Linked DNA regions of Ovis aries: all the other regions are linked to region 1. The links are chromatin contacts, called in public Hi-C maps. All regions are on one chromosome and are shown on one strand. Each heading gives the region's core, a stretch centred on a gene start, on an enhancer-like site or on the middle of the called end of the contact. The rest is flanking DNA. Distances are from core to core; before and after follow the strand shown.

Region 1 (4,660 bases), core at 1,109-3,608:
GCCCGCGCGCTCCCGGCGGCGCCTGCCCGGGCCTGGACGCGCCTGGGACGGCGGAGGCCACGGAGGAAGCATAGGCTCCCTTTCCCCCTCCTTCTTTCCCCGCGAATTACTGGAAGGACTGTGTGGGAGAGACCCAGAAGCGCTGGATTTTCAAGCGCAGGGTGGGGGAGGGCCGGGTAGCCTCTGCAGCTCAAAGAAAAACTAAAAGTGTGTCTGTTAGCGCCGCTTGGACACGCCGCTGCTCCCAGGAGGGCGCTGGACGCCCGGACCGCGCCTGACTTTGTAGCCCCACCTAGGAGTTCGCCAGGCCGGCCGAGGACCGTGCGGTGCGGGAGGCGACTGAGGGGCGAGTCAGAGAGTGTCACGATTTCTTCTCCTGCGCTCCCCCCACCCCGTCCCCACCTCCAGTTTTCTGGGTTTTGCCGCTGCCGCTGGGGAAAGGGCTGAACGGTTTTGCGTCAAAGGACTGCATTTACTCAGCCCTGCTGGGAGAGGAGCATAAACACACCCAGGCAGGCAGGACGCGGGATTAAAAAAAGAGAGAGATGGCAAAAACGCCAAGACCGCGCTGGGTGTGCGCATCCATCTGCCTCGCACTTCTCGCCGCGACCTGTGGAGTTGCGGACGCTACGCTGCAGGCGGCGAGGGAGGTGCGAGGAGCCCAGCCAGCCTCGCCTCTCCACGCGCGTCCTTGGGGATGGAGCCGAGGACAGAATGTGTTTTATAGTTGTAAACAATGACCCCGAGTATTGTTTAGGATTACCGTATCTTGGGGCCATTGGGGCGGCCAGATGCCGCCAGCCGTCCCGGAAACGCCAGCGCTTTATATAGAGCCCCGGGAAAGCTTTGAGTTCCCGGCTGGGTTCTATTTTTCTTTCCTAGCAACACCCCCACTTTACAGATAAGGAGACTGAGGGCCGAAACTGTGATGTGTTACAGTGCACAACGCTTCACAGCCTTCGCGCATCTTCCCGCTGGTACACTAAGAGCTGGGTATGAGACTAAGGCAAAGCGTGGAGCAAAATTCGATTTCCTTGACTCCTAGTACAGTGCTCCTCCGGATCATCATCTCTGCAGAAGGATTGAAGTTCCAGAACTGACAAGGGCCTTAGAAGGTCATGTCTCAATCCCTTCGTTTTACAGAAAGAAACTGAAGCCCAGAGAGGTTAAGGGACTCGCCCAAAGTCTCACAGCCCGTAAGCAGCACAGCCTGGCGTTCACACTCCAAGGCCTGTGCTCTTTACCCCGCACCTCGCCCCGCCCCGCCCCGCGAGGCGGGACAAACTAGGAATCCGGACTACCTACTGCCTGAACTTCGCTCCAAAACAGCTGAAGACAACGTTGGGGCACGCCCTCTCTCGGGCCTCCCTCTTCCCTGTTTGGTTTTTTTTTTCCTTTCAAATTCGTAATAGTCGAGGTTGCTTATAATGCCCGATTACTATTAGATGCATCTTAATTGCCCAGCATAGAGGGCGGCCGGAATGTCTTGACTGGTTAATTTCGTCTTCAAGGCTGCTCCTAACAAATTAATTGCAGAGCCGAAAAGAAAGGGGAGGGGGGCGGGAAGCAGTGGGCAGCCAGCCGCGGAAGGGAAAATAGGCAGGTCGGCCCCGCCCGGCGGCGCTGCGCCCCGCCAAGGCCCGGCCGCAGGGAGGCGCGGATACCCAGGGCGCCCAGGGCGCCCGTTGCTCCGGGTGGCGCCGCGAAGGGCGCCGACGACCGTGCGCGGCCGCGCCCTCCCTGCGAGCGGCTCTGCGCGCCCGGCTCCCGGCCTCGCGGTGGCGCCGCACTGAACCGCCAGTCTCGCTCTTCAGGACTGTGATTATTTTCTGAAACCAGGCGCCGAGGGCCCCGCGGCAGCCCTCGCAGGGGCCCCGCCCCGCGCCCCTTTCCCAGGCGGTGGAGAAGGTGGGGAGGCCGTGGCGCGCTCGGGAGCCGGCGAGGGAATCCCTCTCCCTCCACGTCACCCGAAAGCTAGGGAACCCGCACTCGCGTCCTCTAACGCAAATGACCATCTTTGGCAACGTGCGCCAGTGGAACAGACCAAGGGCGCGTGGCCCGGGGGGTGGGGATGGGCCAGGCTGCCTCGGCTCCCCCAAACCGCGCCAGCGGTCCGCTCCCACCCCCGCCACCGCCTTCCTTCCTCGCGCAGGGTGTGCGGCTGGCGTCAGCGCGGCCAGGAGCCGGGGCAGATAGGGGAGCGCTGCGCCCGCCTCCTCCCGCGCGTCTTCCTCCTCCTCCCCCTCCTCCTCGGCCTTCTCCCCCCGCCTCCCCGCGCGCTCCTCCCTGCAAGGTGGAGTCGGGTTGACGTGAGGTACAGGGGCTGGAGAATAAAGAGTGTGGAGTTGAAATCGTGCCATTGTAGTGACTCATCTCGGGCAGAGCGCTGGGGCTCCGAGCAAACCAGCGAGCAAGCGAGCGGCGCTCGGCGGAGACCGAGAGAGGGAGAGAGAGAGGCGCGGACGGGCGAGGCGGGCCCGTCCGGGAGAGGGAGCCGGGAAAGGGGTGCAGGTCCGGGCGCCGGAGCTGCGGCACCGCGTCCCTCTCCACGCCGGCTCAGCTGGATCCTCCCGGGCCGCGGGCCGGGCACAGGCTGCCTTCTTCTCCTAGTCAAGTGTCCGAGCCGCTCCAAACTCCGGCGGCGAGTCGGCCACAGGAAGTTTATTCTCAGCTCCTTTTCTAAAAGGAGGAAATAGAAGTTTCTCCAAGCGGGCAGCCTTTCTTTCTGCCCCCCCTTTTTTTCCCTCCTTTCTTTTCTGCGCTGACATCTGGGGTCCCCAGACCTGGCAGGCTTGACCCGCTGGGTTGACTCCCATTCTTTTTTAATTACCGATTTTTGACTGAGCCGGCGGTCCCGGCTGGGCTCCGATTGCGCGCGGGGGCGGGAGGGCGCGCGCAGGGGAGGGACCGAGGGACGCGCGGACTTTTTAGAGGGAGGGACTGGGTGGACAACTGGTCCCGCGGCGCTCGCAGAGCAGCAAAGAAGTGGTGTAGCGCTCGGCGCTCAGGGGGCCGTTCCCGGGGTGCCTCCGCCGAGGGGGACAAGCCCGAGGCGCGGCCAGCAGAGAGCCAGCGCACAGCAGCCGGTGCGCGGCCGCGGCGAGGGCGGGGGAAGAAAAACACCCTGTTTCCTCTCGGGCCCCCACCGCGGATCATGTACCAGGATTATCCCGGGAACTTTGACACCTCGTCCCGGGGCAGCAGCGGCTCTCCTGCGCACGCCGAGTCCTACTCCAGCGGCGGCGGCGGCCAGCAGGTAGGTGCGGGCCCCGGGTGCACCTGGCGACGCGGGTGGACCCCCGCCTTCCTCTCGCCGCCACTGCCTCTTTTGCTTTCTTTGCCCTTTCTCGGTTTGGTGAGAAAATACCTGCGGGCCACCATTGTAAGTTCTGAATTCTCATCTCCTGCCCACACCTCCTTTCACCCCCTCTACCCTCGCCAACCCCCCCCCCTTTTTTTTTTCCAAACTGGAGCGGCGAGTGGGCTGAAAGAACCTACAAACCCTGTCCTTCACACTACATCGTATCCAGACAAGCTCCTGGAATTGCAGGTCCCGTTCCCAGAAGCCGGTGCCTCCCTCCTCTCCCAGGAATTCATCTCCATTCCCCTCTATCTCCGTGGTGGATCCCCCGCTCCCCAAATTTTTTACGCACGGGCCCCTTCCGACATCTAGAGAACTTATTCCTGCGAAAAAGCCTTCTCCTTCTTTCCCCACCCCGACCCCGCACCTTCTCCCGCCGTTGGTTTTAGTTAATTTCGGAAAGAAGTTGGGGACTCAGAAACTGGTTGGGCTCCTTCAAGTGATCCAGAGTGAGGGCGAGAGTTGTCACTCAGGGAATCAGGTGCGAAGGTCAGGAAGGAGGAGGTGAGCCTTGATTGGCTCAGGCTGCGTGCGTCTGTGTACCCTGCGCCCTTCCACCTCCTGTTAGGGTAGGACTAGGAGCCTGAACTGCCACCCAAAGGGGCGCCTTGGGGTCTGGGGAGTACCTAGGGCCAGGACGGCTGCAGAAAGAAGGGAGGCTGGAGAGACTTCCTCTAGGCTCCTGAATGGTTCTGGAAGCCGAGAAATAACTTGTTTCTAAAGCAGGCGGACTGGTTTGTACTGGAGGGGTTGTGCCTGCCATCTCTGTCTATAAATACCAGAATAAATACCAGAAAGTTGCTGCTAGGTTGGTGGTGCTGGTGGGGTGCCGGCCCTCTGCAACAGCCACCCCCACCTCACCCACCCACCCAGAAGCTTGTGAGGGAGCTGACTTAAACAAGGCTGCTAGAGCCTGAAGCCCGTCTTAATCAGGATCTGCCGAGTCTCTAGCCCAGTTGGCTGCGGCAAGAGCTGCTCTGGTTAGGCGGTGGCCTTGGCCTCTATAAGCCAGCCAACCAGGAGGGGCTGGGGTGGGCTTCCAGGGAGGAGGGACCCTGATGGAGAATATAATGGAAACGTGGCTCTCTTTAGTAACTGAGGAGGGATATCTTATTCCAAAGCTGTTCCGCATGCCTGATGGATCCTCAAAACGCTTTTCTATGTCTTCCCTCTACCTGCCCTGGTATCCCCATAAGCACCCGCTGGAGAAAGCCTTGTCAGTGCATGCACCCTTAATAATGAACACTAAGGTGATGAGTTTCAAATCTTGTCCCAAAGTGATTTTGTTTGCTTTCCAGC
Region 2 (4,660 bases), core at 722-3,221, 630 kb before region 1:
GCTTACTCCTTGGAAGGAAAGTTATGACGAACCTAGACAACATATTCAAAAGCAGAGACATTACTTTGCCGACTAAGTTCCATCTAGTCAATGCTATGGTTTTTCCAGTAGTCATGTATGGATGTGAGAGTTGGACTGTGAAGAAGGCTGAGTGCTGAAGAATTGATGCGTTTGAACTGTGGTGTTGGAGAAGACTCTTGAGAGTCCGTTGGACTGCAAGGAGATCCAAGCAGTCCATTCTGAAGGAGATCAACCCTGGGATTTCTTTGGAAGGAATGATGCTAAAGCTGAAACTCCGGTACTTTGGCCACCTCATGCAAAGAGTTGACTCATTGGAAAAGACTCTGATGCTGGGAGGGATTGGGGGCAGGAGGAGAAGGGGACGACAGGATGAGACGGCTGGATGGCATCACTGACTCGATGGACGTGAGTCTGAGTGAACTCCGGGAGTTGGTGATGGACAGGGAGGCCTGGTGTGCTGCGATTCATGGGGTCGCAAAGAGTCGGACATGACTGAGCAACTGAACTGAACTGAACTGAACTGAAGCACCTGGGCATGCAGCATGCAATGTCCTCCTGGCTTGTGTCTACTGGGTAAAGTCCTACTCATTTTTCAAAAGTTCAGCCTGAGTCTCACTATCTTCAGGAAACCTTGATCATCCTGATTGTCACTAAACCCCCCTCTCCCCAGCAGCCCTACACACTGTATTTCTGCTTCTGTGATGGGTCTTGCTTGGATGGCCTGACAGCTGTTAATTATGTGTGTGCTTGGGCCATTTACGTTTGTAAGCATTATGAGTTGAGGGCAGGAACTATCTTATTTTGTACTCCACCTGCACCTCATGGAACCTACCAGTTCACAAAATAGGTGCTCAGCTAACTTGCTTCACATGACTGAGGGTTGGAGGGCAAGTTCACGGCCTGGCCCTTCTTAGCATTGGGTTTTCCAGGCAGAAATGGGGCCTTAGAGCTCTTTGTTTCTAGAATTTTTCCAGACAAGCTGGATAATCTCAGCACCTACCATTTTAGCAGTGTTAACTCAGGCAGAGGCCTGGATTCGTGTCCTACTTGGGGCAAAATCAGGCAGAGCTACCCCTTCCCATCAAGGAGCTCTGGGTTACAGCAGCTGGCTTTAATTTGGGTTTTAAGTCCTCCGCTGGCCCTGGAAAATCTTGATCTGGAGGGTTGGCTCTGGTTTCCTCAGGCTGTCACGCACAGCCCTCCAAAAGTCAATGCAACTATGTCAGGGAGTGACCACAAGAGGGCAGTAAAGCTCCATCGCTATATAGGAGTTGACTGCCAGAAGCAAACGTTTCAAAGCAGAAGATCCTCAACTCCTCCACAATCAGGATTCTGAAAGACTTCAGGGCACCAAGCTGGTTCAGGGCACCAGAGCCTTCCCAGGCCTAAGACCCAGTAGCAGCAAATTAGGGACACTGACAAGCTCCCCAAATCTCTTCCCAGCCTGTTATTTCTGGTGCTTTGTTTAACCTGGAGAAAGTCATTCTCCAGTCTTAATGCAAATATTCTATGGAGGAGTTTGCTGCTGCTGCTATCTGTCTTAAAGGTAAAAAGAGGAGCTATTATCACCTTTTGTCTAAGGAAACTGAGGCTCAGAAAATGAAGCAACTCGCTCAAAGGCATGCCAAGTTCATGGTGGAACCATAATTCCAGATTCTTTGCTTATTCCTTTTAGTTTTCAGTTGTTTATGTTTGTAAGGTTTGTGAGTTTCTCGAGCAAAGACTCCAGCTCATTTGTCTTTTTGTCTCTGTGTGCTGCTCCCTTAACCTTTAGGACTGTGAATGGGTGTGCTGTATAAGACTCTGTCCCTTAGGAGTTGGATTCTATGACGTCTCTTATCCCCTCTGTTTTAGTAATTCTGTGATTTGGAGGCACAGCCCTAACAACGACAGTGGTGGCCCTGAGTGATCCTACTGGCTGAACATTTCAACAAAGGCAGCCACTTGGCTGCCAGCCTGTGACAATCCATCATTAGTAATGCAGGGAGGGCGGAGGACAGTTGGACAGTTTCTCAAAGTGTGCACCAGCATCGCTGGCATTATGAAAGTTGACTTTGGGGGAGGAGAACGAACATGTTTAATTTTAGCAGTTGTGAATATAAATACATGCATTATTTATACATACATACACGTATGTAATGTTGCATAGAATGAGGTCAACTTTTAAGGTGAGTTTATTTAAAGAAGAACATTAAGTAACAATATGGTGGAATGAAACAGGTATACCAAGGAGTGAAATTCAAGGAACTATGGTGGGACTTCCCTGGTGGTCCAGTAGCTAAGACTGCGCTCCCAGGGCAGGGGGTCCAGGTTTGATCCCCGGTCAGGGAACTAGATCCCAGACTACAACTAAGATCCCACATGCCTCAGCTAAAAGATTCTGCCTGCTGCAATGAAGACTGAAGATCCCACATGCAGCAACTAAGACCTGGCGCAGCCAAATAAATACATTTTTTAAAAAAGAACTGTGATGAGGTGGGAAGATGCTGTAGTCACAAAACTATCTCATATTTGGCTCTGTGACCCTTAAGCCATGAAGCCCTAAGTTGCTGACCTTAAACAAGTCTTGGTTTTCTCATCTGTAAAGTCAGAGAAGAATTCTTGCCCTCCTTAACTCAAATGAGAACAAAGGAAAGCACAGTGAAGTCTGGAAAGTGTCCAGTGGTGCTGTATCACGATTCCCACTTGCACCCGGCTCTCCCTGGGACCTCCTCTTTACCACCACAGAGGGGGCCCCTCAACTAGCATCCGCTTCCCAGATCCCAAGGACTGAGTCCAGTTCTGCTTGTTGTTCACACCTGGGCCTGCCATTCTGAGGAGGAGGAGGAAGGAGGGGCTGGAGAAACCCTGGAATCAATCCGGGAACAAGTCCCAACACGTCACTGTTTGCTTTGTCATCCTGATTCAATGACCTCATACAAGGAGGGGAGGGAGCAGAAGGAGCTGTTCTCTCCCAGATACCTAAGGAGGCTTCTGACATCTCCTGTTTTCCTTGTCATGAGAAGAGCAGGCGCCAGGCTGCGATTTTTAAGGTCTAAGCTAATGCTGGAAGTGAAGGAGAACAGCACCTCCCATAATTGGCCAGACTCTGCTTCTTGGGGAGCTGCCTGGAGCAGAGGGGCAAAGGTGGCTGCAATGGGCATCGGAATCCAGGCTGTTGCCCTACTCCCCGGAGGGGTCGAGAATACACAGCCTTGTCCCCGGGTTCTAAGCAATCTCAGCGCTACTTGGGTGAACCCTAAGGATTGGCAGTTAGCTGTCCCTGAGGCTAGGACAGCTCCTGGACTGGTTATTCATCTGGTCCCCAAGGGGCAGCCACTAGAGTTGACAGAGGCTTCAGTGACCCCAGTGTCATCATCCTTATATACCCTGCACCTTCACGTACAGTATCCAGTGAATACTTTCTGAGCATCTACTGTGTACCAGGCCTTTTGGGGAAATGAAACAGCTGTGTGTATCAAAAGGCTACACAGGACCTTAGACTCACCTTCTCACCATGGAGATTGCTGTTGTTGTCCTTACCATCTTCTCTGGTGGCTCAGACAGTAAAAGTCTACCTGCAATATAGGAGACCCAGGTTTGATCCCTGCATCGGGAAGACCTCCTGGAGAAAGGAAACGCAACCCGTTCCAGTATTTTCGCCTGGAGAATTCCACGATGGAGAAGCCTGGTGGGCTATAGTCCATGGGGTTGAAAAGAGTCAGACACGACTGAGTGACTAACACACACACACACACACCAATCTCTTCTGCTACCCTGAACTTAATTAATATTTAAAAGAATTATCTTGTCAGCCAAACAAACTGCATTTGTAAGGTGTTCATTTCCAAGTTTTTTGTAATCAGACATTTATGTAACTGCAAATAAGTGCTTCTGATCAACACAAGATAATAACATTATGACACTGAGTATCTAGTCACACAAAAGCAAAGAGATTCAGCATTTTTGCTATCCTGTTTATCCTGGTTGGGCTTTTTAAAACTTGAAAAGTAGCTGGAAGTCCACCTGGGGAATCAGTTCAAGGTTTTTGAGGCAGTGACATCTCAGCTGGGTTTAGAAAGATAAGCAAGCTTTCACAAGCAGGAAGAAAGAGATCCCTGCAGGCAGAGGGTACAGAGCAATCCAGGTGCTGGGCCCAGCAGCTCCATCCCTGGGCTGGTCAAGGGGATCAAGCTGTGGCTTGAACTCAGTGGGGGGAAAGCTGTGGTTTGGGATGAAGCTGATGAGGGTGGAGATGGGAACCAGGGATCTTACAGTTGAGTCTAGTCATGTGATAGTCCTGGAGAAACCGAGGCAGGAAATACCACTGGAGTCCCTTTGGTTCCCAAGGGCAGGAAGGAAAAAAATAGCAGAGGCCAAGCCAAAACTCTGCCCCAGAGCTGGCTGGAACCCCGTCTCCCACCCTGGCTGCCCCGCCCCTTAACTCCCAGAGCAAACCATTTTTCTGTGATTTTTTGGCTCATCTCTTAAATGTTCCAGAGTCAGAACAGGCTGTGCCATGGTTGAACAAACCTGTTGAACAAATAAACAAGGCAGGCTGTGGGGCTGGGAAAGCACCAGATGTGGGCCCCCAACCAGACCCATGGATTCCGGTAAGTCTGTCCCCAGCCTGGGCCTTGGCTTCTTCCTTCAGCCATGA
Region 3 (4,660 bases), core at 693-3,192, 570 kb before region 1:
TAAAGAAAATTACACAAAGGGGAAAACGTCTTTGTCACCATTGGAAGCGACTGTTATGCTAATGTCTTACTTGAATATTAGTAATTAAAGAGAAAACAATTAGCATTTATCTTGCCTTTTTAGGAAGAATTATAAGTCTGCCTCAATTGATTATAGAAAACTTTTCTGTACAGAAGAAAACTAACAAATGAATAAGAAATGAAATGTTAGAAAAACTACCACTGTGTACCCCAAAACATAATTCCTGAGTGAAAAAAAGATCAACAGTGAATGCTAAAACCATTGAGGAAAGGTTGATGGGGAGCAAGATATTTTCATATACTGAAATATCACCATACAGAAAACTGCAAAGGGAAACAAAATGTACTTTTATAATGAAAAGGAGGGAAAGGTTGTGAGGTCTCCAATTTGCTTTTACACAGCTAGCCAAAAACCCTAATCAAATAATATATATATATATAACATATATATGTTATATATGCATATTAAAAATTCAATATACATAGCAGAATCAACATTTACTGAATTGGGTACACAGTTTGTTCATTATAATATCTTTTCTACTTTTTGATATATTCAAAATGCTTTTTCATAGCAAATTGGGGAAGAGGAAGAAATACTGTATAGACTCTGGGCCTCACCTCTGGCATCCGGGCCTTTTAAAAGATCCCAGATGACTGATACACTCTCAGGAATGAGAATCACTGATTCAGTGCCCACATTCAGCCTGAAACTGAGGTCTGGAGAGTTGAAATGACTTTCCAAGGGACAGAATAAACACTAGAATTCATGTTCCTTGGCTTCCAGTCTTGTGTTTTTTTCTTATAAGTCTTCAAAAGAAATTTCCTAAATAAGAAACCTTATCCTCTTGAACACCTGAAGCTCTTGTTTGTCAGCAGCTGAACCACACATGGTAAGGAAGGATTTGGCCACCTAGAGGGAGTCCATTTGTTGGAATCTAGGTATGGGAAAAAAACCATTAGAGGTACCCAGGGCAAGGACAGTCCTGATTTAAAAAATTGAGTTGTATTGTATAACATTTTCTCTTTTTAATAATTTTATTACCTTCAGCGAGGATAATCCATGAGAATAAGTCTTTCACTTGTTTGTAATATTTAATATGTAGATAAAACCACAGATTAGAAAAAAAATCCTAAAATCCTGATTATTAGTTGGGAAATGAGGTTTTGGCTGAAGTACCTGGTGTTGCAGGTACTTGCAGGTTTCTTGCAGAGAGATGAAGATTGGAAGATGGCAAAGTGGTTAGGTCCCAGTGCTAGTGGGAAAGCCATGAGTCTTCGCAGTCAAACTCTGGGTTCAAATTCTGACTTTGCCATTCACTAGTTTTGTGACATTAAGCAAATTATGTGACTACTCTCAATCTCAGTTATTTGCCCCCTATTGCCAGGTAGGTGCTTAGATACAGCAGTTAAAATGCTCAGGGCCCAGCCCTCCTAGAAATCCAACACATAATCAAGAAATAGGTATATTCAGGTGGAGTTCTTAATTCTGGAGAGACAGAGTAGCTCTTAACCAGATGGAGATGGAGTTGGGCCGGAGGAGGAAAACGAAGGCAACAATTTAAGGAAATAGTGCAGAAGCGTGATAGCCTGGAGTGGGTGAGGAACATGCAGAGTTCCCTTGGCTTTAATGTAGTTGACTGCGATGATTTAGTGAAATATGTATGGAAAACATCTAACTTTGACTCAGAAGTAGGAGTTAGGGTGCGGGGCGCGAACCTCGAGCGATAACAAAGGTTCTCTCCAAAAATGAAAAGGACTCCATACTCCAGCACCACATAAGAGACACCTGGACTGTAGAGACCACAGAAAAGAGGCAGGCTCAGCCCTGAGGTTTATATAGGGGGCGTGGCTGTGGAGAACTTCCGGACATCCTTTTCCGGAACAGACCTGTGCCCCGGAAGCAGTTGTTTGTTGCTGGAACTTTGGACCCGTTACCGAGTCTTCAGGGGTACTGTCGCCATGTTCCTGTCGGCGGTTACGTGTAAGTGGGGCTGGAGGCGGCGGCAGGGCCTGCTTCCCGGGCAGGAGGTGGTGACAGGCGGGCCCTGGGACATTGCAGGGTGGAGTGCGCACGCCGGTGGGGCAGCCGCCGCTGCGACGTCCTAGGCCTTCAGGACTACAGCACCCGGCATGCCTCGCGGCCGCGCTCCCTGTGGGGCGAGTGGGTCTTGGGGGTCTTCGGCGCAGATTTTGGGTCCGTTTCGGCTCGTTCCGCGGTTAGAGTCTGGCCGGCAGAAGTGGGGCTCTCCCTCGCCCTCGCGGTGTGTCAGCAGAATCACTGGACGTTCTAACTGAGAAAACTTCAGAATTTTTAGTTCACTCATTTCGAGTTCTCAAGGTGAGAAACAGTGATTGATCCTAGGTCGTACAGCGGGCTGGGAAAGAAGCCCACTGGCTCCCAAGACCGTGTTCTTAGGTGCACTAGGCTGACTTCCCGGATGGATTTAATTTCCTTTCTCCACCTCGTGTGATGGTTGTTGAATTTGCATAGGTTAATTTACCGGACAAGAGGCTTGTTCTAGTGCAAATATTTGCACCTTAGAAGAGGAGCAAATGCAGCAGATCTTTGGGAAGATTTAAAGGTAGTCAGTTCAACTGAAAAGAGATTGTGTAGAGGATTCCATCCAGAATTGTGGTGGTCCGATTGGATTTTTAAAAAACATCTATAAAATCCTAACGGGATCCCCAATAGCTCGGGAGTAGTTACTTGAGTGACAATTTATGACATTATTTCATGACTTAAATATTTTTATTATAATCTTAAAATTTGAGCTTTATTTGAATTTTGCGTAAGCAAGATAATAAATTGTTTATTTTTTCCCATTTCTATTCGACTTTTCCTGCCTATGAAAAAGTTGCCAAGAGCAAGTCAAAGTAAGTACACGTTTTTCTTTTTTTTTTTTTTTTAAGCTTGTTTATGTTAGATTCATTAGTTCAGCTACTCTCAATGAATCCTTATGTTAAATTAAGCATTTGGCTTCAATTTTCTAAAGTCTGATTTGAGGATTACACTTGATGAATTGTTTTAGCCCTATGAACTGTTTACTAAAATATTTTCCCTCCTTCCCAACTGATCTATTTAAGTGAGCTTTCAGTTAATTTCCTTAAAAGTTGCTTTTGCTGTCTTGTTCCTAAAGAAATCATCAGGGTCCCCATGCTCTTTGGACTATGATTGCAGTTCTTTTTCCTGAAAGTGAGGACCAAGGGCCATTTGTCTGGAGCCCACTACAGGAATATAACAAAAAAAGCTGTGATTTGACTATCCACAGAGCCAGTTTTGAGTTTTGTAATCTTTTGCATTCATGGTACAAGCATTTCAAAAAATGGCAAAGGCTAAAGATTCCATGCTGTACCAGAGAGATTATTAATACCAAACTGGTATTTCAAAAATAAATTTTGTAGGCAATAACTGAAGTAAGATTTTCTGTGTTAAAAATAGAAAAATTCTAAAGTAGGTAGCATTTGTTTATAACCCAAGTCACATAATAAATCCTTAAAGCTAGGTTTTCTGGATTAAAGTTAGTGAAAAACATGTATGCTAGTATTCTTCCCTCAGTATCTTTTATTACTTTATATAGCTTTTCACACAATCCAGTTACTTACTTTCCTTCTTCACATTCTGTGGGAATCTCCTGTGTCTTCATTTCTTTAGGGGTGTGCCCTGCCTCTCATGTTCTTTGTGTCCTTCTGGTGCCATGTTCTTTGTGTGCCTTCTGGTCACATATGTCTTGCCTTACAGACCTCGTGTACACAACTCACCTTCCATACTGTTAGCGTTACTTCTCCAGGGTGCAGATGTAGACTTAGAGGGCCTTGCATGTTGTGCTTGCCATAGAGCAAGTACTTAATATTGTATCACTCTAATGCATGACGTACTATGCTGAACATTGAAAGGGATGCAAAGGTGTATAATATTATCTTAGGTGCTTCAGATTCTTTTTGGAATTAGATGAGAAATCAAATAGCATGATCTACATAGGAAGATAAGACCCCTGAAAAAGTAACAAACAGTATGAGGTATTAAAAGGCCCAGTGGGACAAAACATGAACTTTGCTTTGGATGATTGTAAGTTAAACTATGAAAGGGAACAACAAGGTTTTACACATTGTCGGTGTGAAAGTTCCAATCTCTTTATTCTGTTGCTTCCTGATTTCACTCTTACTGCTCATACGTGAAAGATAAAGCTCTTCGGAGACCACTGTCTTCTTGACTGGCCTGCCAGGGTTACCAGTACTTGTGTATTTTCCTTGTCCTGATTTCTCCTCCTGAAATGTGGGGGTCTGAGTCTGTTCCCACAATGCAGTTTGATTAGTCTTCTTGCTTTGGTTAGGTTATTTCCAAGGCACTCTGTGTAATGGAACAAATATTGGGAATCAGAACCATTCTAAGATATAGACTGTCTTAGAACTGAACTTAAGGTTTGATTGATGTCCCCACAAATAATACTACTGTATAGTGTTCTCAGAATGTGCCATCCTCCTACAACTGATTTTAGTCTATTTCCTTAGCTTGTAACAACTTGCTTTTAAATCTTAGAACAATTCTGGTGAAAATGGTGAGCCAAGCTGGAACAGGTTTTTCCTTCAACACTAAGAGAAGCCGACTATGGGAGAAACTTACTCTACTGCATTATGAT

What was found. A called contact is a pair of places that touch in the nucleus more often than the background predicts.
Region 2: a Hi-C map of tail adipose tissue shows a contact between it and region 1, with 6 times the contacts expected there. The contact joins the enhancer-like site here to the promoter of FOSL2 in region 1. A contact is called at or near these places in 5 of 16 Hi-C or Micro-C datasets (hypothalamus, muscle, omental adipose tissue and 2 more).
Region 3: a Hi-C map of skin fibroblasts shows a contact between it and region 1, with 4 times the contacts expected there. The contact joins the promoter of MRPL33 here to the promoter of FOSL2 in region 1. A contact is called at or near these places in 5 of 16 Hi-C or Micro-C datasets (blood, hypothalamus, muscle and 1 more).

The regions. Positions count from the first base shown.
Region 1 is chr3:35,342,634-35,347,293 of ARS-UI_Ramb_v3.0, forward strand. FOSL2 (FOS like 2, AP-1 transcription factor subunit) reads left to right here and starts at 2,359. Exons shown (of 4, transcript XM_027966637.3): 1 at 2,359-3,256. The coding sequence starts at 3,155.
Region 2 is chr3:34,715,225-34,719,884 of ARS-UI_Ramb_v3.0, forward strand. The region is part of intron 13 of SLC4A1AP (solute carrier family 4 member 1 adaptor protein); the gene reads left to right. Among named protein-coding and RNA genes, the nearest start is that of SLC4A1AP, 30 kb to the left of the region's middle. Within about 2 kb of position 1,972, at least 18 of the 54 cell types and tissues checked have an H3K27ac peak or open chromatin away from gene starts, as enhancers often do. A contact at or near this core is called in tail adipose tissue, where this site is marked.
Region 3 is chr3:34,776,496-34,781,155 of ARS-UI_Ramb_v3.0, forward strand. MRPL33 (mitochondrial ribosomal protein L33) reads left to right here and starts at 1,943. Exons shown (of 4, transcript XM_027966633.3): 1 at 1,943-2,004; 2 at 2,879-2,897; 3 at 4,561-4,660. The coding sequence starts at 1,983. It overlaps RBKS (ribokinase), which reads right to left. Exons shown (of 8, transcript XM_027966632.3): 8 at 4,139-4,371. The coding sequence ends at 4,351.